Regions from separate parts of the Sus scrofa genome. Here all the other regions are linked to region 1. Evidence: chromatin contacts called from public HiChIP or PLAC-seq data. All regions are on one chromosome and are shown on one strand. Each heading gives the region's core, a stretch centred on a gene start, on an enhancer-like site or on the middle of the called end of the contact. The rest is flanking DNA. Distances are from core to core; before and after follow the strand shown.

Region 1 (4,669 bases), core at 824-3,323:
ACTCTACCCCCACCCTCACTCCCAGCAATCATTAGAGGGAAGACATGGCCCTTCCCAAGTCCTCTATGATAGGAAAAGGTCTCCTTGCATTGGTGCAGGGAAAGAAGGAGGGGCCCCTCCCTCTGTACTCTGAAACAAAGGAAAACCCAGAGCTCCAACCATGTGGTGTAACATTCAAGGCCACCCACCTCTCCCACCCCCCCAGCTGAGGTCTCAATGGGCTAGCGACACATGGCTTTTCCAGTCACTGGCCAGGAAGGGACAGTACCTTGCACAACCATATGCTGGGGCTCTTTAACAGGCAGGAACCCCTTCTATGGGAACTGCTGGTTTAAAAAAAAAAAAAAGGGCTATCTAGAAAGAGGTTTTGATTTATGTCAAATTCAGTCGGGCAGGCAACTAGACGTGCCCGACTGGTCACCTGTTTTCTCTAGGTCCACATTTTGCTTCACCCTTCACATTTTTGCAGAGAGGGATGTGGGCCTTTAAAAGCATGTATTCTGGAGCAGAGGACAACACAGAAGGGTTAAACAATTATGTCTTCCCAGTCTCCAGAATCAGCACCACCCAGCAACATCCCAGTTCCATTCAGGTTTAGGTGAGGGCGGAGACGGGGTGTGAGTGACCTTATTCTTTCGGTTCTCTGACTTCTGACTGAATGCAGACAGCCAGAGACCAGGCAGGTACAAGGTCCACCCAAGGTGGCCACAGACTTTCTGGGTCTGATGCCATAGCAAATGTCATGTTTTGATCTAGTGCATCAGGAAAAAAACCAAAAAAACCCAAAAAACCCTGCCTCCCCCAGGGCTCTCCAAATGGTACACCTTCTCCACGGTATGCCTTTTCCTGCCTGGACTCCTCTTCCACCTCTGAAATAAATTCCCAAACACCTGTCAGATTTCAGCTGTCCTTCAAGGAAACCAGACCCAGGCACCCAGAGGCAAATTGCCGCCTTTCTCTCTCCAAGAACCTCCTGCCCCTCCCCCACCCCATTTAGCCTGGAGGAAAGGACTGCCAAAATAATGGCCAGCCCTAGGACAAGTCTAAAGCCAACTCCAAAAATTCATTTCCAGATCCTATGGCCCCTGCTATGGACAATCCCTCAGAGACTCAGACTCACCTAAGAAACCACCTCTAGGGTCACCTGCCCCCTACCTGCTCCACCCAAAGAAATGAACATCCTGCAAATCATGGAAATACAGGTCTCAATGGTCCACAGAGCACATGCATTATGTTATTTTTCAAAGCCCTTACCTTTGACCTGAGTATCGTACTCCGCTATGATCTCCTTATCCTTTTTGAATTTGGCTGGAGACGTCATGTTTTCCTTCTTTCTTCCAAATTCGAATTGTGAATTGATAGATCCACGGGGAAAATCCAACCACCGAAATCAATACCTCCAAGATCGCTTCTCCCGCGGGCAGAAGGGGCCCCCCGCGGTGGTCTCCAGCGCTCCGGGGAGCGCGGGCTGCGGGTTGGGCAGGCGACTACGGCGGGCACATGCAGTCGGTGGGCGCTGGGGCCGGGCGCGGCGTTGGTCGGTTCCTGTGCTAGAGCCCAAGCCGCAGCCTCAGCATTAGCCAGGAGAACTGCAGCGCCCGGAGGTTGGCCTGGGGTCTGACATCAACGACACAGGCGGGGAGTGGAAGTCCTTCCGCACAACATGGTGTGGGGGTGCGGGGGTGTGGACGCGCCCAGCTGGGTCCCCGGGAGGGAGCGGGTGCGTCTCTGGGTGCTGGGGGAGGGCTGGGCGTGCTTCGCGGTTTTTTGTTGCACAGACTCGAAGATGCTGCAAATCAAATCCCAAACGGGAGCCGCAGCAGCGTAGACTGGATCGGAAGTCGTTTGCTCCGGTTCACTTGCCTGTAAATGCAGGGGAAAGGGGAGGGGGCGATCAGCCCCAGTGCAGATCCTAATCGCTGCGGGGGTGGGGTAGGGGACGCCGTTTCCAGGCTGGCCTGGGCCCATTCATCTCGGCCAAACGCTGCCGGGCCCTCAGAGCCCGGCGCAGAGAGGTGGGGAGGAAGGAAGCTCCCTCCGGATTTTGTTTTAAGGCTGAAAAAAAAAAAACACTTTGGAGCAGCCGCCTTAGCAGGCTTTGGGTGGGGACTGCGGCGGGAACGCGGGGCTCCGGGCGGGGACTGCGGCACCTCGGCGGCCTCCCGAACTGGGCAGCGTCAGCCGGAGGGAACTCTCCCGGCCCTGCCTCCGACGCGGTCCCCGACCCGGGCTGGGACAACTCCCTGGACTTCAAAGGGGATCAAAGCCGGGGAGGGACAAGGCACCCGGGCACAACTTTTCTTCCCCTCCGCCCCTCCTCTCAGTTGTTTTGTTTTTGGTTACTAGCTTCTCTTGGCAGCAAAATGTTGCAGGGGGGGGCGGGGGGGGTAGATCTGCAGGAAAAAGCCTGCTCGGCACGGGACACATCCAGGAAAACAATGTGGTCGGCAGAAGCAGGAAACTGGTTAGAGGCGAGGGTCGGAGTCGGGAAAACCGGGAAGGCGGGGGTGGGGGACGGGGGGACGGAAGGCAGCCGCCGCCTGTCCCAAGTCAGGGACAAGAGTGACTCTAAATGCCACCCCTAATTGGTCACCCAAGCCCAGAGATCTCAGATACCGCACCCAATCCCAGGCTGGGGGTTAGGGCAAGGCCAGTGAGGGCAGCAGTCCCGACTCCTCGCACCAGGAGGTGCCCTAGGAGATTCCGCTTCGACCCAGGCCCAGGAGGCGGGAGAGAAGAGGGCGGAGTGTAGTGCCGGGAGTCTCGCTACAAGACGCGCTGTAAGCGGCGACTCTCCCTCCTGGGCCGCCCGGTTCCCTTTCCGCGCCGGGAGTCTCCCACTTCCCCCGCCTGAAGAAAGGGCCGCACTGAGGGAGGAAGGGAGAGCAGAAGCGGCGTGGTGATTCAGGCCGGCAGGAAGAGAGGAGGGGGGTGAGAGGTGGGGTCCTAAGACTGCACGGGAGCCAGGGATAACTGGAGCTTCTGCACGCGCTTGATAGGCGGGGAGAGGGCAAAGGGAGGATAACCCTGGGGCTGGGGGGGAAGTTAGGAGACTATTGTGGGCCGCGATGCTACACGCAGCGCTAGGATGTTAACAACTTTGCGGTTCCAGATATGTCTGGGAACTGGAGCGCGTAAAGAGGAGCCATTCAGGTCCGGCTGGGGGCTCGGGCAGGGGAAGAGCCCCGGAAGCAGTGCGGAACACCCATCCTTCTAGGTCCAGGGCTGTAACTGGGCTGTCTGCCGGGGCTTGGAGACAGAGTAAGAGGGCAGCTGATGGCTGCAAGTGATGCCACCGACGGTTGCCAAAAGGTGGACCGAGGCTGCCCATGTGCAGGACTTGGGGAGGGGGCTGGGTGCGGACTGCGCGGCTGCATGTGAGCCAACGCAGAGTCCTAGGCAGTATGGTGATAGGCGGAGATGCAGTCCTGAGTAGTATTATGGGCTGCACTGGGAGACTGGGAGTAGGTCATGGGGGGAGGGGGTCTGAGATATTCCAAGCGACAATGTTAAAGCGTTGCCGAAAGCAGCATCCGCGCCCTCTCCTTCCCGCCCCTGCCCGGGTTTGTTCAGTCAGGGCTCCAGCTCCGCGGCCGGGAAGAAAAAGGGGAGAGGGAAGGAGCCTTTACCTGGCTCTGACGCGACGGGTCCCAGGCCCCCGGCTCCGCTTCCCACACAGAGTTCTCCTCCCCTCTTCCCCGCCACCCGCTTCTACGCAGATCGGTCCCCTAGTCCCCGGAGGAGCCTCCGCCAACTCCGCAGGACCCCGCCGGGAAGCAGAGCCCACCCCCTTGCCAATCACCACCCGTTTTCTATCGACCGATGGGGCTCTTAGCCAATAGAAATAGCTGATCCCGAGAGGCCTGGAATGAGGAGGAGGAGCTGGCGAAACTTGGGGGTGTGACTAGCACTACCGAGGCGTGGTCACAGAGTAAGCTCCTCCCAGGGTGGCCGAACCCCAAAGTAGAACTGATGGGCGGGATTAAAATGGAACCCACAGCCAAACACATACTCCTGAGAGAAGGCACGACCAATTGGACCGGGGTAGAGAGGAGGGGCGTTGCGGAGAGTTTTAGCCAATAGAGAGTAGAGACCGGCGGGAACCTTTAGAATGTCTTCCAGTAAAAAGCGCGAAGGGCGTGCCTTGCTTCTCTCACTGAGGCGGGAGTAGGTCTTGCCCCAACCTCCCAGGGCTGACCAATGGGATCGGGGGCGTGGCCAAGATCCGCCAACCAGAAAGCCGAGTGGATCAAGGCACCGTTACTGGGGCGTGGCGTACGGTTTCTTAGCCACTAAGATCTCGCCAGGGGCAGGCTCCCAAGCCTTCCAATGCGGGACGTGGGCAAACTCTAGTTCTCCCAATCGGTGCGCGACGCTGGCAATTCAAACTGACAGCCTGTTGGAAAGGCAGAGAGAGCGGAAGAGGGAGCAAAAAACGACCTGTTCGGTAGCAGAGACCTCAATCGGTGGCAGAGACCTCAACGCCGTCTGAGCCCCCAAAGCGACCTCTGTCCCGCCCCACCCATACCACCGCGCGCTCTGGAGCGGCCGTTCGGGAGAGACTTGAGGGGACTGCGGGGGGCACGAGGGAGAGCCGAGGGGAGAGAGACGCGAGAGGAACCGCGCGAGAGCCCGCACGCTAAGGGCTGGGGGCTGCGGGGAGAGAAGT
Region 2 (4,669 bases), core at 732-3,231, 120 kb before region 1:
TCTACTAGAGATGTACTATGTATTTTTTCCATATGGCTTCCCTGAACCATGCTGTAAAGTAAATTTCCAATTCATTCATCCTCTGTCTGGAAATTCAGTATGTGTATTGGGGGGCTGGGAGTGGGGTGAGGGTTAATAAAAGAGGCAGCACTGAATTAAACTTTTTTTTTTTTTGGCCAAGGCCCTGGCTTGTGGAAGTTCTTGGGCCAGGGATCAAATCTGTGACACAGCTGTGACCTGTACCACAGCTGCAGCAACACTGGATCTTTAAGCTGCTGTGCCACACAGGAACTTCCAGCACTGAATTCTTTATAAGCCATGTTACCTTCACTCACTTCCAATTAGTGATGTATTGAAGACCTGGCAAGACAAATACTGAGAATGTACCAGAATCAGGTTAGCATCCAAGACAAAGCTCCTAACAATACCAGTTAATCTGTATTAGAAATTCCTGAATGGCTTCAGAAGGTGCTCCGGGAAGAGCGTGGGCATGCCTGCCTGAGTGTGTGCATGAGTGCGGCGTGTGTGTGTGTGTGTGTGTGTGTGTGTGTGTCGGCGGGGGGGGGGGGGGGGACTTGGTGGTAGGTAAGGGCACACATTTCTATCCAGGACCAGAGAGAACAGAGCAAAGAGGTGGCTGGCAAATCCAGTCCATGTATAAAGAGGCGGGGTGGTGAGAAGAGCAGAAAATCAATAAATCTAAGAAGCCAAATCTTTCTTAATTGTGCCTGACTTCCTAGGTGGATCTGATTCCATTCATTGTCCACTCAATGCCTGTGCTTTGTCCTCCAAAGGAAATGTCTGAGGCATCATTTCCACCTGTACGCTGCAGCATCAATTCTGCACAACTTCCTCCTTTGCTAAATCCTCGAGATGCTGCCTTATAAATGCAAAGAATTTCAAGCATCAACAGAAACCCCCACCCCACCCCCAGAACTTGGTTCTGAACATCTGTTGTTTACAAGGGTTCAGGCTGAGAGCTGCCAGACTTGTTCTGCAACCTCTACTTTAACACAGAGGCTGCCAGGGAGGGATGTCTGAATTTCATGCAAGGATGCCCTGTCCCAACTGCTTAAGCAGGAATCGGCAAACACGGCTCAGCATCCTCCCGTTGAAGATAATCCTAGTTTGTTCGATTCATTTTCTAATCCTGGTTCTTTAACCAGCTGTACCCAAACTATGTTAAGAAGAAGAGCTGTGCTCATTGATCCTCCTTGAATTAAAACCCGCGGGGCACTGATCCAATCATCAGTGGGGGTATAGCAGGACAGGAGATGGCGAGACGGATTTCAACTCTGAAAAACCCAAAACCCTATTTTTTTTCTCATTCTCCCTGAGTCTTTCCTTAACCCTGGGCTCTTTGCACACGACTCTGTTTCTCTTCAGAGCCTGATACTTCGGTGAAGTACAGAAATTAGACATGAAAGTCTTTATTTCAATTAACTTGGGACGAAATCTAATAGAGAGCATAACTGTGATCCTTAACCTCCCCTGGCAGAGCCAAGCGTGAGCGCTCCCGAGCCCTCTACCTTCTTCCCCCTGCTTCCCAGTGACGACCGAACCCTGCTTTACACGGGGTCCTATTTTTAGATCCGTGTGCCCATGCGCACATGTGTGCTTATTATTCTCTCCCAGCCTGTCTGATTTTCCCCGTTTCAATTATGAGAGTCCTCACGGAAGAGACTGTCTTTTCTTCTTATCTTGTAAACCCTCCCACTTACCACAGTCAGCTCCCAATAAAGATGACATGGCTTCTGCCTTTAAAAGAGAACTGGATCAAAGTCAATTCACTTAATTGGCTATGAATTCCTGAGAAGGAAAAGATCCTGCAAACCCGCCTCACATTGCTTCCTGTGTCTACTGTGGAATTATGAGGGGCTTACAAGAGCCAAGGAAATGAATACTTAAAAGTTCCCCTGTGCCCAGCACTGTAGTTAAGGGACACGGTCACCAGGGCTCCCGCGAGCTGAAAGCCTGAGGTGTGTCTGCTGACATTCCAGCGGCAGAGCCTGTGAGACACAGGAAGCCCCCAGCCTCCAACATCCTCCCAACTGTGCATAAAAAGCATGTTTTGCTCCCAGTCTGCCCTCTATCATTCTCTGCCCTAAAAGGATAATATGAAGCCATTTACGCAGAAGCTTGGAAGCTTTCTGTTTGGCCTCCTGAGACAAACAACCCCGTAAACCACAGTCTGTTAGGCTCATCACTGAGATTTGTGCTGCCCTGGCCTGCTGGTCTTGATGGTGGCCCCTGCAGGAGGCTGAACACGACGTGTATTATTTTATTCGCCCAGGGTGCAGTGGGGACCTCTGGACCTCCACACGGTGCCTTTAATGATTTGGCAATTAGTACTAACTATTAATTCCGTGAGGACAAGGACATCAGAGGGTGACGGAGAGACAAATTACCTCCTCTGGACGATGATGAGCCTGGATCTAAAAATAACACGCCAGGGTTAAATACCTGGTTCAAGGTAGTTCATGACACCTTGTGACTAAGCCCGCTTAGAGGACAAAACACACAATTGCTGAGTTTTTATAAGAACTGGACATACAATTATAGAGAGTCACATAATTACAGATTTCCTCCCAATGCAGCCATATCAGAAAAATCAAGAGGCAGGAAGAGGGCCTGTCATTCGTGAGGTCCCATGGGAGTCACCGAAGAAAATGGAGACAGACATTCTATTACCTAAGGCCAGGCTTAAGAATGCTTAACTCTGCAGGGGAATAAATGGTGAGTCTAATTCGCCAGGGTTTTAACTCGTATAGCTATATTTGGTCCCAACTCCCGAGGACAAGAAAAACTGCCACAGCTACTTACATTTATTCTGGGTCAAGCACTGTCCGAGGGGCTTCCCATACATTAACTCATGTAATCAGCATAACAACTTCACAAGGTGGATGCTGTTATTACTCACAACTTACCAATAAGAAAACTGGGGCAACTAAAAACCTTCATCTAAAATCACATGGCTTGGAGCTCCCATCATGGCTCAGGGGAAACGAATCTGACTAGTAACCACAAGGATGCAGTTTCGATCCCTGGCCTCACTCAGTGGGTTAAGGATCCAGCGTTGCCATGAGCTATGGCGTAGGTCACACACGTGGCTCGGATCTGGTATGACTGTGGCTGTGGCGTAGGCCAGTGGCTACAGCTCTGATTTGACCCCTAGCCTGGGAACCTCCATATGCAGCCCTTAAAAAAAAAAAAAATTTCAGGAGTTCCCGTCGTGGCGCAGTGGTTAACGAATCCGACTAGGAACCATGAGGTTGCGGGTTCGGTCCCTGCCCTTGCTCAGTGGGTTAGCGATCCGGCGTTGCCGTGAGCTGTGGTGTAGGTTGCAGACACGGCTCGGATCCTGCGTTGCTGTGGCTCTGGCGTAGGCCGGTGGCTATAGCTCCGATTCAACCCCTAGCCTGGGAACCTCCATATGCCGCGGGAGCGGCCCAAAAAATAGTAACAACAACAACAAAAAGACAAAAGACAAAAAGACAAAAAAAAAAAAAAAAAAAAAAATTTCACACAGCTAGTAGGTAGAAAATTCAGGATCACAAGCCCAGGAAATCTGGTTCCAGAACCTGTGATCTTGACAATCACCTTCTGCAGTGATGATAATTACATCAGCTACTATTTTTTTGAGCATCTAGTAAGTTACAGGCATTAGGCTGATGCTTTCTATGTATTATATCTCATCTTTAGAACAACTCTTCAAGGCAAGCGTGACTCTCCACATTTCACGGATGAGAAAACTGAAGTGAGACGAGGTTAAGAGACTTGGTCAAGGTCACACAGCTGTAAGTGGCAGATCCAAATGTGTCTGGAATAAAGCTCTCGGTTTTTTTCTGCTAAGCCACAAAGCCTTCCAAAGAGATTTCATATGAATTCTTTCTCTGTTCAAAAGACAGGCCACCCCTCTGTCTTGATGGTCCCCCAAACTGCCTTGTATCTCTTCTATCCACCCTCTTTCATCCATGTGAGGAGACTGCCCAACTCTTCCGAAAAGGACCCAACTGTCGGAGATCCCGTTGAGGCGCAGTGGTTAACGAATCCGACTAGGAACCATGAGGAACCAAGTCCCTGCCCTTGCTCAGTGGGTTAACGATCCAGCGTTGCCGTGAGCTGTGGTATAGGCTGGCAGCTGTAGCTCCAGTTCAACCCCTAGCCTGGGAACCTCCATATGCCGCGGGAGCGGCCCAATAAATAGCAAAAAAAAAAAAGGACCCAACTGTCACTTAAGGTTCTATATGGCCCAGGCCTGTGAAAAAGTCACCAACAGACCTTTTGTTAGTCTCTAAATAAAGTCAGCTTGAGTCACGGCAAAAGAAAGCCAAGCTTTGCTCAACACCAGATGCTAATTGTGGGCAAAACCTTCCTCAGAGGGACAGACAGCTCCCAAATGTGTCCCAAATGAATGAGTGACACACTGGTCCCAGGAAGTAAGGGGTTCTACCTTCTGGCAGTTTCATGCTTCCTCCTGCTTCCTCCCCCAAATCACCCCATACTCAAAGGGGAACTTTCTGGTTCTCCACCCCTTCCTGATTGGCAGTCACGGCTATAACATTCTCCCTGGCCAGCTAACTTTGTTTTTCAAACTAATGCTACCCTAGGAGGCTGATGAACAACTTTGAACTCACTTCCAGAGGAGAAATCCATCCGCAAGAGGTGA
Region 3 (4,669 bases), core at 1,151-3,650, 85 kb before region 1:
AATCAGGGTAAACCAAAGGAAGAAGCAGGAAAAGTACTCCAGCCCAGAGGGAACAGCATGTGCAAAGGCCCAGAGGCCAGACAGAGAAAGCCACGTGCAAGGAATTGAAATAATCTGAGAAATTCAGAGAAGCCAAAGAATATAGAGTTTAAGTGAGAGGGTGAGAAAAGATGAGAGTGATTAAAACGAGAGGCAGGGGTCAAGCCCTGGAGAGTACTGCAAATAGTCTGAAGAAGAGCGGAATTTTTCCTCAGAGCAATGGGAAACCATTAACACATGGAGTAGAAATTAGATAAGCAAACTACAGTGTTTTTAATGACCTAAGTGTTCCACTCCAACAGAGAGCCAAAGTAGAAAGGAAATGTGAGACTTTTTATTTTTGGAGGGTTCAAGGCTTTTGAGACTCTTCATATAATGGCTCCCTCAACCTGAATACTCCAAAGAAAGCAAAATGCAAATGCCCCACAAAACACAAAGAGCCTGGCTGTCCAAGTATCAGCCAAAAAACCACCACCGGCTCTGATCTTTTGAATAGATCTGTAGCATCATTTAGACATGAGAGGCGGCAGCAGGGTATCTGCATGAGTGAGATTTGGGTTTCTGGGTTTCACTTTCCTTGTCTGAGAAACTGCGATTAGTATTTATCCTCTGCCTACCCACCTCACACCGTTTGAAGGCCACGTCTCAAACAATTAAGTGGAAAGGATTTTACCAGCTGCTTTGACTCAATCCCACAGACAAGAAGAAGTAAATGCTTCAGAATGTACAGTTAAAAGGCCGTCTGATCTCACTGCACACCCCTGAAAAAACATGCCACTGTTCAAACCCATAGATGGGTGTGTATTCACAATTTGTCAGCAGGAACAAAATTCAAAGTAAAGTCAGCTGACAAAAAACAAAACAAAACAAAACAACAACAACAGGGAGTTCCCATTGTGGCTCAGGGGTTAACGAATCCGACTAGGAACCATGAGGTTGTGGGTTCGATCCCTGGCCTCAATGGGTTAGGGATCCAGCATTGCCGTGAGCTGTGGATAGGTCACCAATGCGGCTTGGATCTGGCATTGCTGTGGCTGTAGTGGAGGCCGGCGGCTACAGCTCCGATTCGACCCCTAGCCTGGGAACCTCTATATGCCGCTAGTGCGGCCCTAGAAAAGGCAAAAAAGACAAAACCAAAACCAAAAAACTCCACAAAAAACAAACACAAAAAAAACTAAAGCAAATAAAATACAAACTAAAGACATTAAAACTCTGCTCTTGATTCAGTCTGTTTCCACAGTTATGGGGCAGGCTTGGTCCACCTGCAGCTGAGTAAATTAGCCTGCATTTGGGAGACTGGGGTTCTAGATCTGCAACTTGCATTGTATTTTTTTTTTTGGAAGCTCCCAGGCGAGGGGTCGAATCGGAACTACAGCTGCCAGCGTACACCAGAGCCACAGCAACAGGGGATCTGAGCCGCGTCTGCAACCTACACCACAGCTCACGGCGATGCTGGATCCTTAACCCACTGAACCAGGCCGGGGATCGAACCTGCAACCTCATGGTTCCTAGTCAGATTGGTTTCCGCTGCACCACGACAGGAACTCCGCTTTGTATTTTGTTGTTGTTGTTGAATTAGTCATGATTTTATATGTCCCCAAAAGTTACTGCCGATTTTAAACATCAAAGAGAAAGTAAAAGCATTGTGCTGTGGGTTCTATCCGAGAAAAACATCCAGTTCCTATTGTTTTGGTCGTCAGGGTTTTTAAAGGACATTCTAGAAAATCACCTTAAATTATTTAATGCAGCTCCAGACTTTTAGGCAGAGATTCTGTCCAAATTTACCTTTTAAAATATTTTTGAAAATATGAACATAATGTTTAGAGTAAAAGACATGAAATTACACAGTAGCCTGACTGGATGAACCCCATTCCCTTAGAAATTTCATTTTCCTTTCCAATAGAGTGACTTCTGCAACTTTTAGAAAAGAAACCCCTATTCTAGCTCTTTATCATGAAATGGCAGAGTTCTCCATAGGAAAGGCTGGGAGCACAGTTCCTCTAATTCCTAAGCTCTATGCCGGAGCATTTTACACACAGTCTGTACTATGACACTCAACACAATGTGTGGTAATTAGCAATTTACATCTGTCTTTGCTGCCAGGCTAGGAGCGCCCCAAGTCTGAGACCATGTCTTATTCATTGTTACATCCCAGCACCTAGCACAGCGTTGGCATAAATGTTGAATTGAAATAAATGGAAATGAGTTATGCTTTCCCTGTCTTCCACAACGAATCTTTGGCAGATTCCGACAAAGCCCCAGAGTTAACTACGTGCAGATCCTGGGGCAGCCAGACTCACAATGAGGACTTCAGCCTAATTACCTCTTTCTCCCCTCTTCCTTCCCCTTCCCTCTCCACCTCCAGCGGGAGTTCCCACTGGAAATTGCACAACTCTTTGTGTGGAGAGAAACAACCAGCTTAGTTCCTGTTGACCTGAACAGCATAATGTTCTGGCGCAATAATGTCTAACTTCATAGAAGAATAATCAGCCCAAATCCAGGTTCCTTTTTAACTAAGAACTGTCATTCCAATGTCAACTTTTTTTCTTTTCTTTCTTTCTTTTTTTGCGGGGGTGGGGGTGGGGGCTGTGCCTGAAGTATGTGGAAGTTCCCCGGCCAAGGACTGAACCCACATCACAGCAGCGATCCCAGTCACTGCAGTGACAATGCCAGGTCCTTAACCTGCTGCACCACATGGGAACTCCCCAACTTCAACTTCTATCTCACAAAGCTAGCACCTTCCAAGGCACCACTTCTCTCTCTTCACCAGTCTCATAATAAGCAAATACAACTTTAGGGTAGGCTAAAGCAATGTTTTAATTTTTCTGATTATGACCTATCATGAGAATACATGTTACACTGTGACCCAATACACACACACACAACTAAAAAAAAAATTGATGCAATATTTACCTTTTCTACATCCAATGCACTTTGATAGTTTCTATCCCCCCCTCCTTTTTTTAAATGCTATTTTATTTACATTTCCAAAGAGGTAGTGAGTGGTTGACAGAATTGGTTTCACAACCTGCTTGGTAAAGGGGTTACAATCTGGGAGTCAAAAACACAGTCAAACCTATCTGTGGATAAGTCTCTGGTCAGTGTTTTCAAAATCTATTTGGAGATTTGAGGCAATAACACAACAGCTCTTGAAACTAAAACACATTGAAAATCAGGTACATAAGATGAAATCCTCATCTAGAACAAACCATGCCACGCCACAATCTTCCTGTGGAAAACCATGCCATCACTGGGCTTCTCAGCATAAACAGAGGGACTTGGTACAAAGGTCAGAGTTAGACGGGATCCAGATATTCCTAATATCCAACTGAGCCAAGAGAGAACTACGTCCCCCCCAGTGAAACAACTCGACAGTGATGCTCTGGCTGTGTTTTTCTGGGAATGAAGGTGGGTAATGAAGAGAGTGATGCAGCCTAACCATCTCTTCCTGGAGTCTGAGTTTCAAAAGGCTTTCCCATCAATTTCTTCACTTAAATGCTTCTAGAAAGTTCCTGTCCAGAATTAGAAAGTATCATGCCAGTGGTACAGAAAAGTGCTTCAGGGAGCTCTCTTGTGATGCTGCGGGTTAAAGATATGGTGTTAAAACTGCAGCAGCTCAGGTTGCTGCTGTGGCATGGGTCTGATCACTGGTCCGGGACTTCCACATGCTGCAGGCATGGCCAAAAAAAAAAAAGTTTCAGAATGCTCTCTGGGGTAAGAGGGTTAACAGTAAGGTAACACCTTGAGAAACTAACTAAAATTATACCAAATATGCCAAAAATCATATGTGAGATTCTTGAAGCAGAAGAAGGGGAGAAGCGGGGTTAAGAGAAACATGTGTGGAGTTCCCGTCGTGGCGCAGTGGTTAACGAATCCGACCAGGAACCATGAGGTTGTGGGTTCAGTCCCTGCCCTTGCTCAGTGGGTTAACGATCCGGCGTTGCCGTGAGCTGTGGTGTAGGTTGCAGACGCGGCTCGGATCCCGCGTTGCTGTGGCTCTGGTGTAGGCCAGTGGCTACAGCTCCGATTCAACCCCTAGCCTGGGAACCTCCATATGCCGCGGGAGCGGCCCAAGAAATAGCAACAACAACAACAACAACAAAAAAAAAAGACAAAAGACAAAAAAAAAAAAAAAGAGAAACATGTGGACTTCGTGTTCTGTGGGCCAGGGAAGGGTGGGAGGGAGGAATCTTACCAATGGACTGCATCTCAAAAAAGCCCAGGTTTGTTGTTCCCGTCGTGGCTCAGTAGTTAATGAATCTGACTAGGAACCATGAGATGGAGGGTTCAATCCCTGGCCTTGCTCAGTGGGTTAAGGATCCAGCGTTGCGTGAGTGGTGGTGTAGGTCGAAGACATGGCTTGGATCTGGCATTACTGTGCCTGTGGTGTAGGCCAGCAGCCGTGGCTCCAACTGGATCCCTAGCCTGGGAACCTCCATATGCCACAAGTGTGACCCTAAGAAGCAAAAAACCCCACAAAACCTAACCAAAACCCCCCAAAAGCCCAGGTTTTAGTGCAAGTTTCTCTATATCTTCCCTCAGAATCAATCTCCCTTCCCAACCCCAAATTCCTAGAGAGACCTTAAGGAATGGCATAGATACAAAACCATAAGATCTGCTGGTACCTCAT

The links. HiChIP or PLAC-seq counts read pairs in DNA pulled down with a chosen protein or histone mark.
Region 2: an H3K27ac HiChIP or PLAC-seq map of skeletal muscle shows a contact between it and region 1. The contact joins the enhancer-like site here to the promoter of FAM72A in region 1. A contact is called at or near these places in 1 of 5 promoter capture datasets (liver), 5 of 47 Hi-C or Micro-C datasets (heart right ventricle, liver, psoas muscle and 1 more) and 2 of 2 datasets of contacts at active chromatin or transcription factors (alveolar macrophages and skeletal muscle).
Region 3: a contact with region 1 is called in an H3K27ac HiChIP or PLAC-seq map of alveolar macrophages. The contact joins the enhancer-like site here to the promoter of FAM72A in region 1. A contact is called at or near these places in 1 of 5 promoter capture datasets (fetal skeletal muscle), 4 of 47 Hi-C or Micro-C datasets (alveolar macrophages, liver, omental adipose tissue and 1 more) and 1 of 2 datasets of contacts at active chromatin or transcription factors (alveolar macrophages).

The regions. Positions count from the first base shown.
Region 1 is chr9:66,837,184-66,841,852 of Sscrofa11.1, reverse strand. FAM72A (protein FAM72A) reads left to right here and starts at 2,073. Exons shown (of 5, transcript XM_021063305.1): 1 at 2,073-2,780. SRGAP2 (SLIT-ROBO Rho GTPase-activating protein 2) reads right to left here and starts at 3,786. Exons shown (of 23, transcript XR_002335789.1): 1 at 3,630-3,786; 2 at 1,255-1,863.
Region 2 is chr9:66,959,228-66,963,896 of Sscrofa11.1, reverse strand. The region is part of intron 3 of SRGAP2 (SLIT-ROBO Rho GTPase-activating protein 2); the gene reads right to left. Among named protein-coding and RNA genes, the nearest start is that of FAM72A, 120 kb to the right of the region's middle. Within about 2 kb of position 1,981, at least 28 of the 83 cell types and tissues checked have an H3K27ac peak or open chromatin away from gene starts, as enhancers often do. A contact at or near this core is called in liver and skeletal muscle, where this site is marked.
Region 3 is chr9:66,922,307-66,926,975 of Sscrofa11.1, reverse strand. The region is part of intron 2 of SRGAP2 (SLIT-ROBO Rho GTPase-activating protein 2); the gene reads right to left. Among named protein-coding and RNA genes, the nearest start is that of FAM72A, 85 kb to the right of the region's middle. Within about 2 kb of position 2,400, at least 11 of the 83 cell types and tissues checked have an H3K27ac peak or open chromatin away from gene starts, as enhancers often do. A contact at or near this core is called in alveolar macrophages and liver, where this site is marked.